Linked DNA regions of Gossypium hirsutum: region 1 is linked to region 2. A link is a contact called in public Hi-C data. All regions are on one chromosome and are shown on one strand. The core of a region is the stretch at or near the end of the contact, and the rest is flanking DNA. Distances in the headings are between cores, read along the strand shown.

Evidence for each region. A called contact is a pair of places that touch in the nucleus more often than the background predicts.
Region 1: a Hi-C map of leaf shows a contact between it and region 2, with 2.3 times the contacts expected there. The contact joins the enhancer-like site here to the promoter of LOC107929886 in region 2. A contact is called at or near these places in 3 of 34 Hi-C or Micro-C datasets (fibers and leaf).

What each region holds. Positions count from the first base shown.
Region 1 is chrA07:2,293,648-2,297,446 of Gossypium_hirsutum_v2.1, forward strand. No RefSeq gene overlaps it. Among protein-coding and RNA genes, the nearest start is that of LOC121231970, 3.4 kb to the right of the region's middle. Within about 2 kb of position 1,529, at least 3 of the 9 cell types and tissues checked have an H3K27ac peak or open chromatin away from gene starts, as enhancers often do. A contact at or near this core is called in fibers and leaf, where this site is marked.
Region 2 is chrA07:2,215,537-2,219,673 of Gossypium_hirsutum_v2.1, forward strand. LOC107929886 (transcription factor MYB123) reads left to right here and starts at 1,859. Exons shown (of 4, transcript XM_041117145.1): 1 at 1,859-2,067; 2 at 2,170-2,299; 3 at 2,389-2,512; 4 at 2,639-3,153. The coding sequence starts at 1,860. The coding sequence ends at 3,001.

The sequences.
Region 1 (3,799 bases), core at 279-2,778, 78 kb after region 2:
AAAAACTCACCAAATAATGTCCAAATGTCGTAAAATAAAATTCCATTTTATCAAAATAAATCCAAAAACTCAAAACTCAAAACTCAAAATTAATATGAAAAATCGATTTTTTTTAATTTTTTTAATTAAAACTTTTAGAGGGTTTAATAAGAATTTAAAAAAAACCCTGAAGGGTTTAATTATTTTTTTCAAAAAATTGAGGGGCTTAATAAGAATTTCTAAAAATTTTGAAAGGCCTAGTTAAAATTTTTAAAAATTTTAATAGGTTTAATGATAATTTGCAAAATTTTGGAGGACCTAATTAAAATTTTTATAAAATTTAAAAGGCCTAAGAATCTATTAAATATAAGAAAAATTTTAAAAATTTAAACATATCCATATCGAACACAAACATGTCTTACAATATTTTTAGATGAGTCAAAGTATTAATGCAAAGTCATACACCGCAATAACAGGGATAATAATATGAAAAACACCAAATACCATAACTAAAATCTATAGTTGATGCATCTGAATGGAAATTTTTTGCATGATATGTACCATTCAGTTGACTAAATATAACTTACTGTAATTGCCCTATAGCTGGAGTTAGCTAAAACCCTTCAATAATTTTGACTGACCTGCAAATTACTATCAATTATATGGTAATCCGAAAAGACATAGTTGGTTTAGAGACAAGAAAATTGGGTGCATATATTTTGACCATAATACAATGCAATACCTAACCGTCTAGCGAAGTGATGGAATTGAAAGCATTGTTTTGACTTGTATGTTATGAGATTGGACCAACCCCATAATGAACATGCAAACTTGAAAAAAAGAAAAAGAAAAAACAGTAAGGGTATGATTTTTTTATAACTGCTTAAGCTCGGAAATCATTGGCGAAAGACGATAGATCGGCTCGGAAATCATTGGCGAAAGACGATAGATCGGATTCGGAGCCTATACATTCCTTTGCAAGATACACGTAAATTTTGAAGCGTTAGAATTTATACTTTGAGAAATACTTTGTAAAAGGTGAATAGTTAAGATTCAAAGGCAATGTAACAAATAGTGTCGTAAGTAGGATGAGAGACTCGAGAGCAAAATCAAAAAATTGTTTTAGAGAGACTAAAAATGAATAATTTTTTACCAATTTTTGGGAAAGAGAAAAAAAATACAATTTAACTATTATACTAATTTATAAATTCCTAAAAGTTAATAAAAAAAATTCCATTTTTAGGTACTCCCTCCATCCTTACGAGATTGTTCCCAAGTATTCATACCTAGCACTTAGAATGCTTGATGTATCGTCATTGGTTGTCTATCTAGCCATATTGCTGCACTAGTTTGTTCGACTTGCTCTGTTGACCTCGTGACTTCAATTGCTCAGGGTATTTTTTGGTAAGATTATTGGATCTTGATAGCTACTTGTTAGGTCTGATAACTTGGTTCCTAGATGACAACTTAGTTAAGTGATTAAGGTCTGATGGACATGGGTTTTCTTTAGGCCTCGGTGTGTTAATATTGGGCCTTGCTTAATTCACTTGAAACACCAAAGTTTCTTACATTATACTTTTGTAGCAATTAGGACACCGTGCTGTTGTTGTAGTATAGTGGTAAGTATTTCCGCCTGTCACCCGTTAATTTGGGTTTGGTCCCCGGCAACTTCACTGCTCAGAATTCAACGATGGAGCCACGGCGATTCCCTCTTGCAGCTCAATCCGAAACAATGAGAGCGGCGGAGAAAGCGACCAATACGCTTCCTTCGTCTACGATGCCTTCCACCACCTTTTCGGTCCTCAATTCTTCTCTATTTTCTCCAGTACTGTTATTATACCTTGTAAAAATATGAAGAATTGTAAAAAAAAAATAAAAAAAATACCAAAGTTGCAGTAGCTTAAGTAGCAAAGATTGCCATAACTAAGGTGAGAGTGTATTTAGGTATTTATACTTAGCTCCGCGATAATATTTTTGAAACTAATTTGATGGTTAAATTAATTATGTCCTCGATTGAATGGTTAATGGGTGGTGACATGATACAATTTCATTGACTGAAACTTTATTTTAACAGTTCTAATAGTAGATATCTACATAAGTAACAGAATCAAAATTTAAATAAACAAATTAATCAAAAACTAATTTAGAGGCATAACTTCAACAAAAAAATAATAATTTAAAGGCTTTTGTTGAATTAAGCATTACAAATTCAATTAACATTGTCATTGGTAAATTCTGATCCAACATTAAGATTATCATTATATCATATCATATTTTAGTTAGTATTAGTATACAATAACCAATATTTATATATTTTTAAATTTTAATTTCTTAATTGACTAGTGTGATATGTTTTATAAATTATTTTACGCATATAAATTTTTAATTAATTTTAAAATTGTAACGCCCCGAATTTTGGACCTAGAAGTTTTGATGGTTGCACATGTGTGTGGATATGTGTAGTTTAGTGTTAGAATGGGCTTGTTGGTTTGGTGGTTGAGAGAGTGTTAGGGAACCTCATAGTTTTGGGTTCGAGTTTTAGTGTGAACGTTTTGGTAGGTATTTTATTTTGTTTTCTTTATAGCTAATAATTATAATTATTAATGTGATAGCCCGAAATAGGGCCTAATCGGAATAGTGGTTTCGTAACCACAAATCCGAAGTGAAATAGTTTAATTTTATAAATTTTTATTAGTTACTGATTGATTGAAATATTGTGTGAAAATATGGATAGGAAATTTTAATGCTTTAGTGCTTAATTGAATTTTTAGGACTAAATTGAGAAAAATGCAAAGTGTGTCTAATTAGTGATTAAATGACTTAATTGAATTATTGCATGAAATTGGAAGTGTTTATGTGGCAATTAGACCATAAATTAGTGTTATGGACACAAAAGGGTATTTCTAGAAAAATATCTAAGTAATGGGTCAAGGGCATTTTTGTCCAAATTGGGTAAAAGACAAAATAAAGAGAAAATAAGTGTCCTTCTTCTTCAAAAAAATCAGAAGCTTGCTGCCGAAAGTTTCAGGTTACCATAGTTAAGGGTTTTGATTTCCCTAAGCTCAATTGTAAGTGATTTCTTGCCCCGTTTTTAATTATTTTCGTATTTTTATGCTTATTGAAGCTTGAATTTCATGTTTCTACTATTTAATTTAAATGAAATTAAAGTTTAAAAATTGACCCATTCATGATATAATTGTAAATTGATTAGTGATGTTAGATAATGAATGTTTGAAGTGTTAATTACAAGTTTTACTAGATGAATTTCAATGAAAAATGTTGAAAAAGGGCTAAATTGTGAAAGATGGTAAAGTGTGCATAAAGTTGTGATTTTGTGAAATTGAGGCCCGTTATGAGCATGAAATATGATTTAGTGAAGTTTGAAATTTAAGAATTTAGAGAATTTTATTTTTACGAGCTTAGGGACAAAAGTGGAATTTTTGAAAAGTTATGGGGAAAAATGTAAATGTGTCAAAATGTTGTGTATGAATTGTATTTGAATGGAATATTGATAAAATGTATTAAATTGTGTTAATATAGATCAAGAAAGAAGAAATAGTGCAAGTGATCGGGGAAAAGAGAAAGTTATCGACTAAATTACAAAAATAGTCGTTTTGCATCCGAGGTAGGTTATATGTAAATAATAGTTATATTTGTATAAATTGTGAATTATATTTGATATGTGAATTAATATTGAATGTGGAAGGAAAGTTGTTCATGAATTATTCAAGTGATAAAGTGTTGAAAATAAAGTGTTAAGTGTAAATTCCCTTGTTGAACATGAAAGTTGTTCATGAATTATTCAAGTGATAAAGTGTTG
Region 2 (4,137 bases), core at 609-3,108:
TTTTTAAATTTAAGAAAATAGATTAATTTTGAAAAGAGTGTACGAAAACATATACAGTTAAGCACGCTTTTTTTTAATGGTAACGGTTAAAATTTCTATATAATTAACAACTAGACGCACTTTCACAACTTATTTTTAAAATCAAACTATTTTCCTATATTTTAAAAAAATTAACTTATTTTCAACATATATTCCTAATTCAGCCAAATCGTTATATGGAATTAAAAAAAAATTCAAAAGTATTCAAAATTAAAAGCCAAAGATTTAACTCGATAAAAAAAAATTCAATAATATGCTAAATAATCTTAATAAATAATAATTTTATTATGAGAGATAAAAGGTTGTTTTCCAGATTCCAACATCATGATGTAACTATCAGTGTTATTTAAACTCATTTATATACAAAAATTTCTAACGTTATTCCAATATTAAAATTTTTAATATTTACCGAAATTTTTAACCTTTTAGTTTCTTCTTCGAGCCCACCGTAGATTTCTAAAAACCTACGAACCATATTTCAGATTTCAGCTTTTAAATAGTCACATCTCAATTGCTTTGCAGTGGTATGATTGTCGAGTTTACCGACAGTAGTAGGCTTTTAAAAGTAACTTGTTTTTTTTAAAAAAAGATTATAATATTTTTATGAAAAAAAAAAGCTGCTAAGAAATGATTAATTAAGAGCTTGATAAGCTTTTAATAATTGTTTAGAAAAAAGCAACTTGCTCGAAATATAAGAGCCACCCCATGCATTATCAATATGCTTAGTGGTCCAAATGCAAAACATAAAAAAGTAAAACCGAGATGGTGAATGTTGCTGCAATAAGATAAAAGAGAAGAATGAAAAAAAAAATAGAAAATTCAAATTATCAAAGAATAAAATAATATTTTTATTAAAATTTTTATCTATTTTTACTGTTAATAAATATTCATTGTATATCAACATGACGTACATATAAAATATTATTTAATTATTTTGTTAAAAATATATATTTTTAATAATAAAAATAAATATAACTAATGAAATAAAACAAAGTTGGAAGACATAAAGTTGAACCCATCTCTTTCTCTCATTTCAACATACAGTTGATTTCATTTTCGGGGGCCCCTATAAGAAAAATTCATTTTTAATTTTACTCTATATTTGTATTCCATGTTAATGTTTTCATAAAGTTTAATTTTCTATCTTTTGAAATTAAAATAATTATATTTATAATAATTATTCGAAAGTTAAAGGTATGATTGAGATTCTACAATGCAAAATATGCTTGTGAAAAGATCCTAAAATTGACAAATGATTTGGGACTTCATCGTGTGTGCCACTTGCCATTCACTGTGCAACATATCATACACCTATGGACTAGGCTTTATTCATTTCTCCATGCTACTTAATTACATATTATTATTTTTATCATAATCAAAATATTAATGATAGGTGATAATGATTAATTTTCGTCTTGTGGATGCTCTTTAAAAAAAAATTCATCATGAAATGTATTTTAATTTTATAGATAGAGATTAAAATTTTAATCATATGATGAAGTGAACAACTATATAATATCTCTAAAGAATTAAATATTCTTTTCTAAAAGTTAACTAAAATCATAGACATAATTTTTCTAATATATATTATAAGGGCATGAGGGATTTAGCCTCCTGAGATTTTATTTTTTGAAATATTTAAAAATTTTCAATTAAACTCTCTCAAAATTTTGAAAATTTAATTTCACCAAAATTTTAATTAAACTTCACTTTAAAAAAAAATTATTAAAATTTTAAAATTCTTATTAGACGCGATAACTTAGTGCAATTCACCACCCTGTGTATATATATATATATATATATATGCACACACAAAGACTATGGGCTATAAAAGGGGAAAGGTCCTCTTCCATTTTAATGGTTTTAAGGTAGAGGGAGAGAGACATATGAGAGATATGGGGAGGAGTCCATCTTGCTCCAAGGAAGGACTCAACAAAGGAGCTTGGACTGCATTGGAGGATAAATTACTTGCATCATATATTAAAACTCATGGGGAAGGCAAATGGAGCGACCTCTCCAAGAGAGCTGGTATATATATATATATATATATATAAAACCCCAAAGTGAAATTATTGTAATTAAGCTTTTCAATTGATGCCTTTGGATGGTTTATTATCCCCCAAAATGCAGGCTTGAAAAGATGTGGCAAAAGTTGCAGACTTAGATGGCTGAATTATCTTAGACCAGATATCAAAAGAGGCAACATCTCCCATGATGAAGAAGAACTCATTATCAGACTCCATAATCTTCTTGGAAACAGGTTTTTAATCTCTCTCTCCCCTTCTTTTTTACAATGGGAATCGAAATTAAGAGGTACAGAGTTCCTTCTCATTGTGTGATGCTGTGCAGGTGGTCGTTAATAGCTGGAAGGTTACCGGGTCGTACAGATAATGAAATCAAGAACTACTGGAACACTGTTTTGAGAAAGAGAGCCAAAGCTCAAGCATCCATTGGAACTCCTCCAAGCAAATCTACACAAAAAATGCTATCAACCGAGTCTGGAGTCTGCGAACCGTTGCGTTCACCCCGGGCTACGAAAGCCAAAATCAAAGTGATTCTAACTAAAGCCACTAGGTCCAGCAGCAAGGTCAGGATCCCAACACAGCTACCTGCAGCTCAACAAATTGATAAGCTTCGAGATGGTCAGCTTAAGTCAACAAATAATAATCAAGAAATGAGTGGTGATATTGCAACAGTGGAAGCTCACAATGGAACCCAAATGATTGATTCGTTGTACAGTGATGGTGGCGGCTCAGATTTGTTAAATGAGCAGCTAAAGGAAAGCGATGTTGAATTTGAGGAGAACCTTATGCAGCCCTTAGCCTTTGATGAGGCAATGTTTAAGAATTGGACCGTAAATCCTTGTCTTAATGGCAAAGACGCCATGGATTTTGATTCTTTGGCCTTTTTGCTCGAGATGGATGAATATGGCTTTTATAGGAATATCAATTTCCAAACATAGGGTGGAAATTAATCTTTGGTTGTATCTATTCTTAGAGAAAATACTGCTACTTTGCTTGTTGCAAGCTGCATGTTACGAGTTATTGCTGTAAATCTGGAGTAAAATTGAAAGCTGAATATAATAAACTCATAAACGAGTATGGTTAATCCTGACCTTGATGTTTTTAGAATTGTTCATCCATTTGATCTTTGGAAGTTTTTGTTTTTAACTCAAGCGAATCACGCGTTTCTGAATTTGTCTTTATATCATATGAAGCCGACATTTATCCAAGATGATGGGTGCTAAGTCAATAATTGCTTTTGCATTTGAGGTTTTTTTTAACTTTTTGCGATGTCATTAGATTTTGTATTTAATTAAGGTGATTAAGATGAATGTATTTAGGAAGTAGTCATTTAATTAAGATGTATGAATGTATTAGACCAAATAGTCATGTTAATTAAGATGCATGTTTCTAAACATCTGGTAAAAGTATCATGGAAGTTCCTGTATTAAGAGTTAGATTGCAATTTACATTCTCTATTCAAAAAAAAAAATTAGTCCCTGTATATTAGATTAAAGGGCAAATTAATCCTTTCTATTAAAAATTTCATCCATTGATGTGTCATGTGTATCTCATACTGACGTACAATGACTAATTTTAACCATAGAAATAGACGAAATTTTTAACAAAATGACCAGTTTACTCTTTGATCTAATATATAGTGATTAATTTACTCATTTTTTAGTAAAGAGAGCAAAATACAATTCGACTCTTAATACAGAGATTTGCGTAATACTTTTACCTGAAACATGTATATAAAAGATTGTAAGTAATGAAGTCATAGTATGAAAGAAAGCTAGAAGTACATATAAATTTAATATTCCATTTTTAGTACCTCTTCTCTTTATCATCTTAGATTTTCTCCAACAATTATCTAATGTATTTTTAGAATTCGAGGACATCCAAAGATCGAATTTTGATGAATTTTGGTGTCCATAGGATTGAGTTTTTGCTAAATATTGTTTGATATGGTGTATTTTTGCTTTGTAGTATTTGATTGAGGTTGCGTTGGTTTTACCTTTTGTGATGTATCTTTAGGAATTGTTCTGGATTGACAGTGTTTCTGACTTTTATTTTAATATAATAAACGTTTTAC